2 separate regions of the Ovis aries genome follow, and region 1 is linked to region 2. The links are chromatin contacts, called in public Hi-C maps. All regions are on one chromosome and are shown on one strand. Each heading gives the region's core, a stretch centred on a gene start, on an enhancer-like site or on the middle of the called end of the contact. The rest is flanking DNA. Distances are from core to core; before and after follow the strand shown. Region 1 has its middle 600 kb from the start of GADD45G. Region 2 holds the start of GADD45G (growth arrest and DNA damage inducible gamma).

What was found. Hi-C and Micro-C count contacts between places; a contact is called where the count stands out from the background.
Region 1: a contact with region 2 is called in a Hi-C map of tail adipose tissue, with 13 times the contacts expected there. The contact joins the enhancer-like site here to the promoter of GADD45G in region 2. A contact is called at or near these places in 15 of 16 Hi-C or Micro-C datasets (blood, hypothalamus, liver and 7 more).

Annotation. Positions count from the first base shown.
Region 1 is chr2:24,990,571-24,997,769 of ARS-UI_Ramb_v3.0, reverse strand. No RefSeq gene overlaps it. Among named protein-coding and RNA genes, the nearest start is that of GADD45G, 600 kb to the right of the region's middle. Within about 2 kb of position 2,804, at least 6 of the 54 cell types and tissues checked have an H3K27ac peak or open chromatin away from gene starts, as enhancers often do. A contact at or near this core is called in tail adipose tissue, where this site is marked.
Region 2 is chr2:24,392,344-24,399,354 of ARS-UI_Ramb_v3.0, reverse strand. GADD45G (growth arrest and DNA damage inducible gamma) reads right to left here and starts at 4,164. Exons shown (of 4, transcript XM_015093022.3): 1 at 4,005-4,164; 2 at 3,632-3,733; 3 at 3,305-3,518; 4 at 2,598-3,208. The coding sequence starts at 4,057. The coding sequence ends at 3,098.

The DNA.
Region 1 (7,199 bases), core at 1,555-4,054, 600 kb before region 2:
AGGCTTTCCAGAAGGAGCTTTATTTACACAAATTGGTAAGGGTTTCCAAACTGATTGGTCTGGAAGCCTGAGCCCGGTTTTTTCATAAGCTCTCAGAGGGTTCTACCTCATCATGAATTTGCAGCTTCAAGTTGCCCATTCTTCTCCCTGACCTCTGGTCTTACCTCCCATGACTTTTGGCATCACGTCTGGTTTGGATTATTACTACAAGAATGTCTTCTCAGAAATGACACACCACACATGTTCACACATATATATGTGTATACACACAATGTACAGGTTTCTCTCACACGCACACATGTGTACATGCACATTCACAAACAAATACATACACATGCATACACATACATACGATTTTCAGAGCTCGAAAGAGTGGGAAATGGATTTTACTAAATCAAGGAGGCAGATTCCTTATCCAAATAACACATGTATCCTTTCCCTAACTGGAACCCCTTTAGCCCTTGATTTGGAAAAATAAGCAGTTGCTCTTGGATGCAGAGATGGTTGGTAAATTAAGATCTCAAGGGGGTTTCATTCTTCCATCTGCTGCTTCCAAGCTGAGCCTCTGGGTGGCAGCAGAAACTCACAGTTGAATGTCTGATTAAGTAAGTGTGTCTTGGTATGTATGTGATACACGTGCATCTGTGTGTAGGGTGCATGTGTCTTGTGTCTGTGTCTTTATATATGTGGTTATACGTGTCTGTGTAGTCTGTGTGTCTCTTTGATATGTATATTTTTGTCTGTATGTGCGTACCTGTATATGTGAGGTATGTATGTGTGATGTGTGTGTATGTGTGTGTGTGTGTGTCTAGTGTGTGGGTATTTATGCATGTAAGTGTACGTGTCTGTGCAGTGTGTGTGGGGCTTGTGTGTATTTTCTATCTGTATATGTGTATGTGAGGTATGTATATGTATGTGTGTATGCATGTATATAGGTAAGTATGTGTGTATATGAGATATGTGTGTATATGTGCATGTGAGGTGTGTGTCTGTGTGAGTTATGTATGTGTGTGAATGTGTGTGTGATGTGTGTGTATGTGAAGCATGTATGTGTGCATGTATATGTATGTGTATATTGTTATATATGTATGTGAGTTATGTATGTGTATGGGTGTATATGTATATGTGAGGTATGTGTGTGTGTGTGAGGTGTGTGTGTGCACATATGTGTGTGTGAATGTGTGTATAAGTCTATGTGACATATATGTTTATGTTAGGTGTGTATGTGTGTAAATGTGTGTTGTATATGAAGTATGTGTGTGTGTTGTGTATATATGTATTGAGTTATGTATGCATCTGTGTTTATGTGAGCTATGCGTGTGTGAGGTATGTGTGTGTGTATGTGTATATGTATGTATGTGTATGTGAAGTATATATGTGTGTGTGATGTGTGTGTATATGTGTATGTGAAGTATATACGTGTGTGTGAAGTGTGTGTGTATGTATATATGTATGTGAAGTATATGTGTGTGTGTGCGTGTGTGTGTGTGTATATCTGCGTGTGCGTGGAGCACAACTGCTTTAGATGGCCAGCTGCCCCAGAGATGCCTCTCCAAAGAAGACTCTTGTGAGGAAGATGGGCTATATTCTGTGCTGCTCACAGAGGAGGAGGGATAATCACAGAGACAGTCCCGCTCACCTGCTGGCCAGGACCAAGCAGCAGGGAGACAGCTGCGCACCCGGAGACCCCACTCCAGTCCTGGGCTCGAGCGCTGCCACTGGGTCATGGCTGTGGGCAGGTGCCTCCTGGAACCGCATCTTCTTTCTGTAGGAACTTTCCCCCATTGTCTGTTTTGCTCCACTGGGTTCCTTTGCCTTTGCCATCCATCCTGGCCAAGGGGCACTGTGTTTTGCCTTTTGAATCTATTTGTACAGATTCCTGCTGACCGAGTAAGGGAGGGGACCACACACTCACTGCAGCCCACCTCAGGTGTGGTGGGTGAAAGTGCCTCGTTCTTTCCAGTCTCTTTGCACAGCTGTCAGCCTGGACACCCTCCCTACTAGTAGCCAAGGTTATCATGACTTCACTGACCTTCCTCTGAAGTGATGAGGAGAACTCTGGCCCTATCTTCTCTGCCTGGGGCATGTGATAAGAAGATGAGGGGAGGGGAAATTGATATTTAATTCTTCATGATTAAAATATGTTTGCAGACACAAAAGCCTGGAAACAAAGGAAGGATATGGATGCACACAGCTCTCTAGTGAGAGGGTCTGGTGCCTTCCCCAAAAGATCAGACCTACTGCTTACCAGTCTCTCTAAGCCCAAGTTTCCTCATCTGTAAAGTGAGGCACGTTGCCTCCCCTATCATTACCAACTCAGGAGATTAAACGGGACAGTATGTCCAGGAAAACTATATAAACTAAAGCCACAAATACAGTTTCTGGATCCAATATCAATAAACACCGTTTCCATGTGGATGGTGATCGGACGTCTCAGAACTTCAGCTTAGATGCCTCACCCTGACTGACTCCTGGCTCTTGTCCTTGCCCTTCATGAGCTACCTAGGAGCTGGGCCTGCACTCCATAAGCCCTGGGTCTTTCTGTTGATTGCATAATTGAGGACTAGGTGAAATACAGAGCAAATGTGAAGGCTCCCAGCCGTGCCAGCCCCCGTGTGGCCATCCTGTGGGCTGGTGGGGCTGGAGCCCTGGGATTGCAGCTCTGGCAGAACCAGGTGTCATCTCTGAAGTGCACTCCAACAGGAACACGAGAACACAGAGGAACTTGCCCCAGGGTGGCCTCAGCATCCGTCTTGCTGCCTTTGTTTATTTGGGTGCCTGGGAGACGAGCGCCCTGCTCACTCACCCACATTCTGGGCCAGGGCAACTGTACCCACACATTGCCCTTTTACCTTGGAACAGGCCTTATGATGCCAGTGTTCCTTCCATTGTGAAAGATGCCAGCTTCTCAGCCCTGTGGATGCAGCTTTCTTCACTCCCCAGCCAGGACTAGAGCCAAAGCTGAAATAGGGGCCCCACCATGGCTCTGACCTGCCCCATGCTGCTCCCAGGGAACACGACCTTCATCCTTAATTATTTGTGTGACGTTCATAGTCTCTACATAGCCAGTTTCCTTTTCCCCAGGCTCAGTTTGTAGGTGAGATCTTCCAGTTTGGACACATCTACAGGCACTGAAGAATTCTTACGAGACTCTAGATATTGATTTTAGTGGAAAAGGAGCTTGGTCTCCCAGGAAAGCTGCTCCTGACATTTCATCCCCTCCCCTGCCCTGAGACTGCCCATATTCAGGTCAGCATGCTGGTTCTTTTTAAGACACACACCTGTCTACAGACCCTGCCCTCACTCCACTTCTCTGCCCTGATCAGGAGCCAGACAGAGAGGCAGGCCTGCCACAGCTCTAAGCTCAAAGAGAGTGCTAGAGTCAGACATTCTGCAAAAGCAGCAGGTAGTGTTGACTGCAGAGATCTGCGTCTCCTTCAAAGTGACTCTTGAAGGAGAAAACTACTGAGCAAAGTCAGGTCTATTTTCTCCACTTGTTCAGAGGAAAGTTATTGTCAGAAAGGCACTGTGCCTGTAGGATTTAGGAGTAAAGATTGATATATAGTGAGATATATAAAGTGAGATAGGGTTTTCAGTAGCTCTGAGATGTCTTGCTCTGTGTGTGTATGTGCACACACATGTTTGTGTCAGTCCAAAGGCACACAGGGCCCCCTACAAATGATCTGTGCTCTTTCTCAGATAGATCAGGACAACATTGTTAGACTATTAAACATAAAAAACCTGTGTCCTTTCTTCCTGTTATTTTTTTCTGCCTGTTCAAATAGTAGTAGTGCGTTAGCAATAATAGTGTTCATGTCACTTAGTTCCAGCAAACCCATCAAAGCAAAGATGGCCAAGATGTTCCCCAAACCCACAGCTGCTGAGTGCTCACCAGCACTCTCCAGGGATGCTCCTGAATGCCCTCTGGATCAGCAAGAGTTCAGAGCCCTGGGCTTCTGGTATCACAGAGCACAGGGGGAGCTGCATGTATCCAAATGTACTCAGAAGACACGGGCAGATTGGGCTTGATTTGAAGGTACTTTGGTTCAGTGTTTGACACTAAAAGAGAGCACTGACCTTGCCTGGGGAGTAGTCCTCACTGTAACTAATAATTACCATAAAAACAGGTATAAGTGCAAAATTTCCCAGGCATTGACTAAGACCAGGAGAGCCTTTGTGCACAGACATCTCTGTGCACACCCACAGGTAGTGGCTTGAGGTGGAAGAGAAGGACCTCTGGGGTGCTTGTAGCACCTGTTAAGCTTGTATTGGCCACAGAGCGAGCGACAGCCAAGAGAAGACATTCCCGGCTGCTGGCTTAGTGATTTGTAAATAATGAGCTCCTGGTGGGAGGCCTGTGCGTTTCAGAGCATATGCTCTGACAGATGGGATGGACATCAGCAGGTTTGTGGGTACACTCTGGGGACCTGCCAATCACCAGCATCCAGCTCCTGGGAGTGAAACAGCCTTCGGCAAAGGATAGAGGTATTAGATAGCAACTTCAAACACATTTCAGTGCAGGCTAACCTTGACCACAGTGATCTTTCTATACAGAGCCCCTTCCCCTGGAGTGCAGAGAGCCCCAGAAAGACTTCAGATCAGTCTGGGGATGCTTCATATGGGGAACATTAACTACATCTACGGTTCTTCAAGTGGGGTCCCTGGACTAGCAGCAGCTGGAATCCGGATGGATATTTCTGGAGGGAATAGAAAAAGAAAAGAAAGGACTCTGATATAATTTTGACTTCACTCCTTAAATTTGGTTTCAGATTGAAAAGTGGAAATTCCAGGCAAAGAGCCCCTGAGAGTAGGTATATTTTACACACTCTGTCAGGAGCAAGATTCAGTGCCTTAGGTCAGAGCCTGTTCCTACCAGACTCCAGGAAAAGTAGATTCTGCAGAGAAATGAAGGACTAAGGCTCACCCAGTCTTGAATCTAGGACTATTCCATTTGAAGCAATAGGAACAACCTGCAGTGCTTTGGACCTTACCCTTTAGCAAGTGAAGCAAAACCAAAACCAAACCAAACCAAAGAAGCTACTGAAGAAACTCTGGCCAAATCATTGGATCAGCAGTGATCAAGGATTATCCATCAGTGATGCTCCTAGCTGAGACTTGGAGAGGTTGATATTCAAAGACTGCACAGCATTCTTGGGTCCAGACACGGAAAAGTGACTACTGCCAGCAGAGACCTGGTGCAGACTCAGGGCCAGGGAGCTCCTGCCACCCCCAGCAGGGCAGGTGTCCACTCCTGCCAGCAAAGCAAGAGAGTGGAACAAGAATGGTCTTTTATTCAGTTCAGTTCAGTTCAGTTGCTCAGTCGTGTCCGACTCTTTGTGACCCCATGAATCACAGCACACCATGCCTCCCTGTCCATCACCAACCCCCAGAGTTCACTCAGACTCACATCCATCACGTCAGTGATGCTACCCAGCCATCTCATCCTCTGTCGTCCCCTTCTCCTCCTGCCCCCATTCCCTCCCAGCATCAGAGTCTTTCCTAAAGAGTCAACTCTTCTCATGAGGTGGCCAAAGTATTGGAGTTTCAGCTTCAGCATTATTCCCTCCAAAGAAATCCCAGGGCTGATCTCCTTCAGAGTGGACTGGTTGGATCTCCTTGCAGTCCAAGGGACTCTCAAGACTCTTCTCCAACACCACAGTTCAAAAGCATCAATTCTTCGGCACTCAGCCTTCTTCACAGTCCAACTCTCACATCCATACATGACCACTGGAAAACCATAGCCCTGACTAGACGGACCTTTGTTGGCAAAGTAATGTCTGTTTTTCAATATGCTATCTAAGTTGGTCATAACTTTTCTTCCAAGGAGTAAGTGTCTTTTTAATTTCATGGCTGCAGTCACCATCTGCAGTGATTTGGGAGCCCCCCAAAATAAAGTCTGACGGTTTCCACTGTTTCCCCATCTATTTCCCATGAAGTGATGGGACCAGATGCTATGATCTTTGTTTTCTGAATGTTGAGCTTTAAGCCAACTTTTTTACTCTCCTCTTTCACTTTCATAAAGAGGCTTTTTAGTTCCTCTTCACTTTCTGCCATAAGGGTGGTTTCATCTGCATATCTGAGGTGATTGATATTTCTCCTAACAATCTTGATTCCAACTTGTGCTTCTTCCAGCCCAGCATTTCTCATGATGGTCTTTTATTAGGCAAAGAATTTTTCCAAGTCACTTACACTGACTGAGGTTTCAGTTTTCTCATTGGCAAAATGAATCTATTAATATCTTCCTCAAAAACGTTTTGTAGGTGTTAAATGAGTCGTGCCTGGCATCTAGCATCTGGTACATGTTTATGCAGTGGTTTGGAAATCTGAGTTGCCACCCATTAGAGGGAAGGACAATCAATTCAGTAAGTCATGATTCTAAATGATTTATTGGGGACTTGAACTTAAATCTTTTCAAAGTCATACTTGATATTAATCTTTCTTTTTATTTTTCTTTATCAAACATAGTAAGCTTTTTCACTAAATTTTTGTTTCAGTTGTATCTATCATACACATGAAGTACAATGTGAAACATATTTCTCTTTTTTTCAGTTCCTCTTATATTTATTGATAAATAAGACAGTAAGTATTGTGCATATATGCACTGATACATTTGCTTTTGATTTAGAATGCAGGAATTTTTTTAATAGTTCTATTCAGTTCAGTTCAGTTCAGTCGCTCAGTTGTGTCTGACTCTTTGCGACCCCATGAATCGCAGCACACCAGGCCTCCCTGTCCATCACCAACTCCCAGAGTTCACTCAGACTCGCATCCATCGAGTCGGTGGTGCCATCTAGCCATCTCATCCTCTGTCATCCCCTTCTCCTCCTGCCCTCAACCCCTCCCAGCACCAGAGTCTTTTCCAGTGAGTCAACTCTTCGCATGAGGTGGCCTAAGTACTGGAGCTTCAGCTTTAGCATCATTCCTTCCAAAGGAATCCCAGGGTTGATCTCCTTCAGAATGGACTTGTTGGATCTCCCTGCAGTCCAAGGGACTCTCAAGAGTCTTCTCCAACACCACAGTGTAAAAGCATCAATTCTTCGTTGCTCAGCCTTCTTCACAGTCCAACTCTCACATCCATACATGACTACTGGAAAACCATAGCCTTGACTAGACGGACCTTTGTTGGCAAAGTAATGTCTCTGCTTTCGAATATGCTATCTAGATTGGTCATAACTTTTCTTCCAAGGAATAAGCCTCTT
Region 2 (7,011 bases), core at 2,915-5,414:
TGCTTGGTGCCTGCATATAGCTGACATCTGTCTTGCTTGGCGAGGACTGTTTGTTTAAAAGGACTCCGCCCCCCACCTGCTTACCAGATTATATGCCTCAGTGTGCTCTGTCACTCCTATGCTGGATCCTGCTGCCGCACTGAAGACCCCAGCCTCCAAGCTCACCAGACGACATGGGGACAGGCAACACAATGTCAAGGAGAAGAAACAGGAGACAACCAAATGCAAGTGAGGATGAGCTTCTTTTCCTTTACTATTTATTTATTAGGCTGCACCCGATCTTAGTTGCTGCACACAGGACGATCGATCTTCATTGAGACATTGAGGGATCTTCAGCTGCTGCATGCAAACTCTTAGTTGCAGCAGGTGGGATCTAGCTCCCCAACCAGGGATCAAACCTGGGCCCCCTGCACCGAGAGCCCAGAGTCTTAGCTGCTGGACCACCAGAGAAGTCCCAAGATGAGTTTCTTAAAAACTGTTGCACATGGTTCTGTATACTACACGGTATGTACCCCTCAGAAGTGCAGAAAAAGCAACAAGGAAACACACCAAAACTTGGAGATGGCCCATTACAGTGCTTCTACTTTTCTCTTCCCTTTTGTGTGTGTGTGTTTTCCGATTTTTCTACAATGAATATGTAAAGTTTTACAAACGTATAAAATTAAGAAAGTAGTCCTCCTTCCCAGATGTGCGGCACAGGAGGTATACTGTTAGGCCTTGGTACCAGACAGCCAGGTCCAAATCCACCAGCCCACTTGACTTTTAAGATCTTTAGCAAACACCTTCATCCTAAGTATTACTGCCATCCACATTCATTCAGCGCTTTCTAGATACAGGACATTGGGCTAATCAGTTTGCATGGATCACCTCATTGTGCATGTGATAATTAGGTTATCTATGCATTGCCACTTAGAATTGTTGGAAGTATGGACACAATAATGTGTTTATAAGCACGCTGCATTTTATTACATATCCTCTGGAGTGTTTCATTTTAATAGCATTAAATGCTTATTCACACCACTCCCAAAAATTTAAGCACAAGCTTTAGGGCTGGCACGATGTCCAAGCATGCATTTTTTTTTTCTCCCTATAAATTTTTTCTAGCCCCTAAGGGCTCCAACAGGTGCCCTTGCTGTAAATTCTAATCCACAAAATCAAGTCTTTTGCAGATCTGCCAACTGAATGTTCTACAAGGGTCAGTGGGCCAGTGGGAGGATCTGCTGCCTGTCCTATGCAATATGCTGCTGGATCTACTCATTGAAGGGTACATTTTAAACGAATCGTGCTCCGTTTGTGTTTACTATAGCATGCTGTGGCAAATGGTTGTGAGCCCAGAAAGGCAGACTGCTGTAGACCCCCACCCTGCGGGGCTCCACCTCAACTAGGGAAACTCAAGGTTTTGAGCAGCAGTGGGTGAAGCAGTAATGAAACTTTGGCACAAACACAGCTGAATTATTTCACTGAGCTTCTGTCTAATCAAGGGAGAAATATTTTCAAGAGCTAATAAATGTGAAACGAAGATGCTTTCCTTGCAGCAGAAATCATTAGGCTCGTACAGCTCTTTTAATTCTTTCAGGATATGGAGTGAAGTGGCACACGACAAGGCAAATCAGCTGCCTGGAACTGCTGAGAAAGTACACTAACCCTCCTTTGCCTGGAAGGCATGGCGGACCACTGGGCAGCTTGCTAACAGCAATGCAGTTCCATGTATATTCCCCCGCCAAAAGCAGTACAATCAGGCAGCAGCATGAAAGCAAGATATCAGTTTAATAATATAAAAAGTTTGATTCACTCAGTACATTTCCTCCTACATCCTTCTTAAGACTTTGCCCAAAAGATTTGAATTATTTTTCTTCTGTAAGTCTCTCAATGCTGCTGTGAATAGTAGCAGTCCTCATAACTCTGATGTGGGCAGAGAACACTCAAAATAGTAGATAGCAGATGCTGGCCCCACTCAGAATTGCTTACGCCTATTTGTGCAGACACTCCCTTGCCATTTTTGCTCAGATCTTAAGATCTATCACAGTCATGACAAAATGATGACTCACACTTAAATGCAGTCATGTCATATGCGATATTAATACCCTGGTGACATTGCCGTAAGTGCCATTCCTTTAAGGGGAAATGGTTCCTGACAGCAGTCTGCCACCATCCTCAGAGACCACAAAGGGCAGTGCCTGCAGAAGGCAATGCTCATTGTGCAGGAAGGAGCTGCCTGCATCCTGCAAGCTGTTCCCATAAGCAGCTGTTGGAAGGGAGGGGGTGGAGAGGAAAGAAGGGGGAGGGGAGGGAAAGGTCTCTGCTATCGGGTTGGATGGCCAGCTGCTGCACTGATGTCTTATCCCAAGTATGCTCCTGTCTTGCAAGTTTAAAAATTTTCCTGAAGGGAGAGAAATAGGAGCAGGGCTCAAGTTCTGCCCTAACACCCAGCCAGCGTCCCCTCCCCCACTTCCAGCACCCCAGGAGCCTGCCATTCAGCGCCAACAGGAAGATGGAACAGGTGCCATGGAGTTCCGTAAATTTCAGAAATCAGCAGCAGTCCCGCTGACCACCTCCCCCACAGACAAAGATACCCTGCCCTCAATAAAGAGAGTACGTTTGTTTCAGTTAAGTTTATTGTAAAACTCAAAGCTGCAGCAGCATAATCCTTTAGAAAATGAAGCATCGCCCGTATCCGTTTTGAAAACAGCAGTGCATACTGCTCAAGTCCGTCAGAGCTCCTGTAACCGTACAAGTCCAAGCCGCCTGGACTTGCCTTTCCCCTCCTTTCTGCCGGGAGTACAGGCTGCTGAGTCACGCCTGCCCGGCCAGTCTGTCCTTCCCGGCCGCGCGGCCAAGGTCCCGCCTCCGGCCTTCCTGGGCGAGCAGCCGCTCCCCACACTTGTAGAGTCCTGGGTTGGGGCCAGCCTGCCCCTGTCGCCGCCGGGCCCCTCCTCGGGAGGGAACCGCACCTCCTCGCCGCTCTCCACGCGCCCCCGCCTGCCAGTCTCCACGCCGCACTCCGGCGCCCTCCGAGGGCGCATCCACAGAGCCAGCCCCGCGCTAGGCGCCCCGGGGCGTCACCACGTCGATCAAACCAAGGATCCCCACGGGGCTGTCACTCGGGAAGGGTAATATTGGGCACCCAGTCGTTGACGCTGCGGCTCTCCTCGCAGAACAGGCTAAGCTTCTCCAAGGCGGGGTCCTTCCATGCGTCCTCATTGGGGTTCTGCAGAGAGAACGCAGAGGTCAGCCTGGCTGGGCACTGGCTGCTGACGGGAGAGCGAGGGGGCAGGGATCACATCGGCACGGAGGCGACACTCACCGAAATGAGGATACAGTGCAGGTCTCCAGGTGCCCCCGACTCGTCACCGGTACCCACGATCGCCGCCAGCCGCTGCACGTCGCCCACGCGCACGATGTCTATGTCGTTCTCACAGCAGAACGCTTGGATCAAAGTGAAGTGGATCTGCAGCGCGATATCGCCCTCGTCCTCCTCGTCAGCGGCAAGCACGCAGAAGGTCACATTGTCGGGGTCCCTACGCGGGCGAGCAAGAGGTGGTGAGATCAGGTCGAGGAGCCAGGGGCGCCCCCAGCCACTGTCTCCCCGGTCTCCCTGCCGCTCCTCCCACGGGCCGCGTTTGATACTCACACGTTCAGGACTTTGGCTGACTCGTAGACGCCGGCCGTGAGGCAGCCTTGGCGCTGCGCAGACAACAGCAGCTCGTGCAACGCTTTCCCGGCGCCCTGCATCCTGTGGACAAGCCAGCACGGTGAGCCGGAGGGTGCCCTGAGATCCCTGGACCCGGAGACGCACCCCCAGCGCCCCAGCCCGGCGCGCCAGCCCAGGCGGCCGCACCTTCGGCCCAGCCGGCACACTCGCGCCCGGCTTCCACCCAGCGGGTTCCCAACCCAGCCGGTTTCCACCCAGGCGGGCCCCAAAGACTATCGCCCAACCAGCGCGGCCAGGGCAGGACGAGGGTCCCCGCGCGCCCCGAGACGTCCGGAGTTAGGCGCCGACCTACCTGGCTGTGCTTTCTGGAACCGTGTCCTGGCCACGAACTTCTTCCAGAGTCATATTGCGATCTGCGAGCAGCAAGTTATCCACAAGAACAGAGGGCGGAGCAGACGCGAGCGAAGAAGGAAAGTCTGCGAGCAAGCCTGGTGAGCCCGCTGCCGGCGAGTAAGCCGGAGCGCCGCCTTGCGCCCTTATATAGGCTGAGCCGGGTGGCGCCGCCAGCTGGCGCGAGCCTGCGAGCCCATTGGCCCGCGCCCGCTTTCTGATGCAAATGAGGCGGCTGCCCGCGGCTCGTGCCAGAAGGCCACGTGGGGAGGGGTGCGGGGGATGACAATGCCTCAAATCTGCCGCTTTTGTCGGGGTGTTACCAGGCAGACTGGAGCCTGCAGATTTCATCTCGCCTTTTTTTTTTAAGTCCTTAAAAGGAAAAAGTTACGGGGGGAAAAAACCCTCACTTGTTAACAGTACGCTGCAATTTGTGAAATGCACCTTTGGGGAAATCTAATGAATATTTTTTTTGCATTTATTTTTCTTGCTACCTTTTCTATTTTTTTCTTCACTTTTAATTTGGAGTTTCTGAAACCATTTCTTCTAAACCGGAACTTAAAAAACAGGCTGCGCTGGCTAAGCTAGCTAAAGGCCTGAAAGCAGCCCTCTCCAGCTGACACCAGAGCCCCGAGCGCGAGGTTCTTCTAGCACAATCAAGACCCGGACCCGGTCGCGCTGCAAAGTCTAGCCAATCTCCCGGCCCGCTACTAAGCGCTGCGGGGCGCCAGGGCGCGCAAGCAGATTGCGGCCGGAACACGCGGCTCGTTTGCATTTCTATGCCGGGTGCACAATAGCAGAGGTCTGGCGTGTGGCGGTTTGTAGGAGGGACAATTGAAGCTTTCTCTTCATAGCGACACTGTCCACCTGCCGCTGGGTGGGGTGGGAGAGCCCCGCCGCGCGTGGGGGTCACCGGGCTGCTCGGCGCGTGGTGGGTCGCGGCCGCGTGGGGCTCCTGCGCTCCTCAATGCGCGCCCCCTGCACCGGCCCCGCTGCACCCACCACACGTTTGCATGAAATTCCGCCCCAAAAGGTTCTAGCGCACGTGCGGAGCAGCCGTGGAAGTTGGAAGGAACACCTGGCTGCTGCACCTTCTTCGCAGCCGGGTGGGGACCCCAAGAACTTTGGGAACTACGCTTGGAATCCCTTTCCCGGGGCGCCATCTACAGGCCGACGGGAAAGTTCCTGAGCACCTCTCCCCCGCACTTCCATTGACATACTGTGGGGACTTGGCCTTTGGCCCTCTGATCAAGGAGGGGCCCAGGTAGAGTCAGCTGAGCCCCATCTAAGCTACATATTAATGGAAGTCAAAAACTGCAAAACCCAGATGAAGACAAAAGGAGACTCCAATCCAGTACTGACGGAAGAAAAGCCTATATTTGGCAAGCTATTTTGAAAAATTTTGACCTAAGTATGCATGTATTAAAAGCTTGTTTTCCAGGAATAGAGAAATAATACTAAATGAGAGCTTGAGAGCGTTTAATAGACATTGCTTGGCCGGGGCCATTTTGGACCTGTGTAATGAATGTTAGTTACTCAGTGGTGTCCGACTCTTTGCAACCCCATGGACTCTACAGCCAGACTCCTCTCTCCATGGGATTCTCCAGGCAAGGATACCAGAGTGGGTTGTCATGCCCTCCTCCAGGGGATCTTCCCGACCCAGGGATGGAACCTGGGTCTCCCGCATTGCAGGCAGATTCTTTACTATCTGAGCCACCAGGGAAGTTGACACTTCCAGAAAGTTTGCTCACTGAGCTTATAATTTTTGGTGCCTGCATCTCTCTATGTGCACTGAGGTGCATTCTGTCTCCGCCACCCAGCCTTAACCCTTACTAGGTGAGGTTTTTGAGACTGGGCAGGACAGCTATAGCGGGTGCAGGGGCTGTTGGGTGTGCTGGGAGTCCCGACTCTGCGGCAAGACAGGAAATAAGGAAGACAACGGAGTGCACTGGCTTCTTGCGCCCCCCGGTGGCCAGCTGGCAGAGGACAGCTGAGAGAGCGGAACACTTCCCAGATGCCAATTGAGTGTTTGCTCACCTAACATCGCTGAAATCCGAGGTGTCTTCCCCGCCCCCCGCCCCCCGCCCCCCCACTGAAGGGCAGTTGATCTTCAGCGTTACAGGTGTACACAACAGTGAATCAGTTATACATATACACCACACATCCACTCTTTTTTAGACTCTTTTCCCATGTAGGTCATAGCAGAGTATTAAGTAGAGTTCTCTGTTCTACGCAAAAAGTTCTTATTAGTCATCTGTTTTATGTAGTAGCACGTATAGGTCAATCCTAGCCTCCCAACCTATCCCTCCCCCTCACACGCCCCCACCCCCGGTAGCCATTATATTGTTTTCTAATTGCTCCCTCCCCATTGCTGGCATCCTGTGGCTTTCCTTTGCTGCCATTTCCTTTCTTTCTTTACTGCCCACTGCATGCTCAGTTGCTCAGATGTGTACAACTCTTTGTGACCCTATGAACTGACTGTAGCCCACCAGGCTCCTCTGCCCATGGAATTTTCTCAGGCAAGAATACTGGAGTGGGTTGCCATTTCCTCCTCCAGGGGATCTGCCTGACTCAGGGATCGAACCTGTATCTCCTGCGTCTCCTGTATTGTCAGGTGGATTGTTTTATCACTGAGCCGCCGGGGAAGCCCCTTCTTTCTTCGTTAGTGGTAAACAAAATGATGGTGTGCCTTGATTGGATAAGATATATTTATTTTTAAGTGATTGAAACATAGATATTGCTTTTAAAAGTATCAAATATTTTTTAATGTACTAGTTTCAGGTCCCCAGAAAATGTATCATTGCAAAAATGAGACTTATTTGACATCTTAGAGTTTATTTCCCCCTCCCCATTTTAAACACTGGAAATCTCCCTACACACCAGGCCTCACACCCGGACCCCAGAGGAGGGGAGGGGGGACAGGAGACAGCATTTCCAGTTGGTGCTGAGCCAGCCCTAAGAAGAGGCCT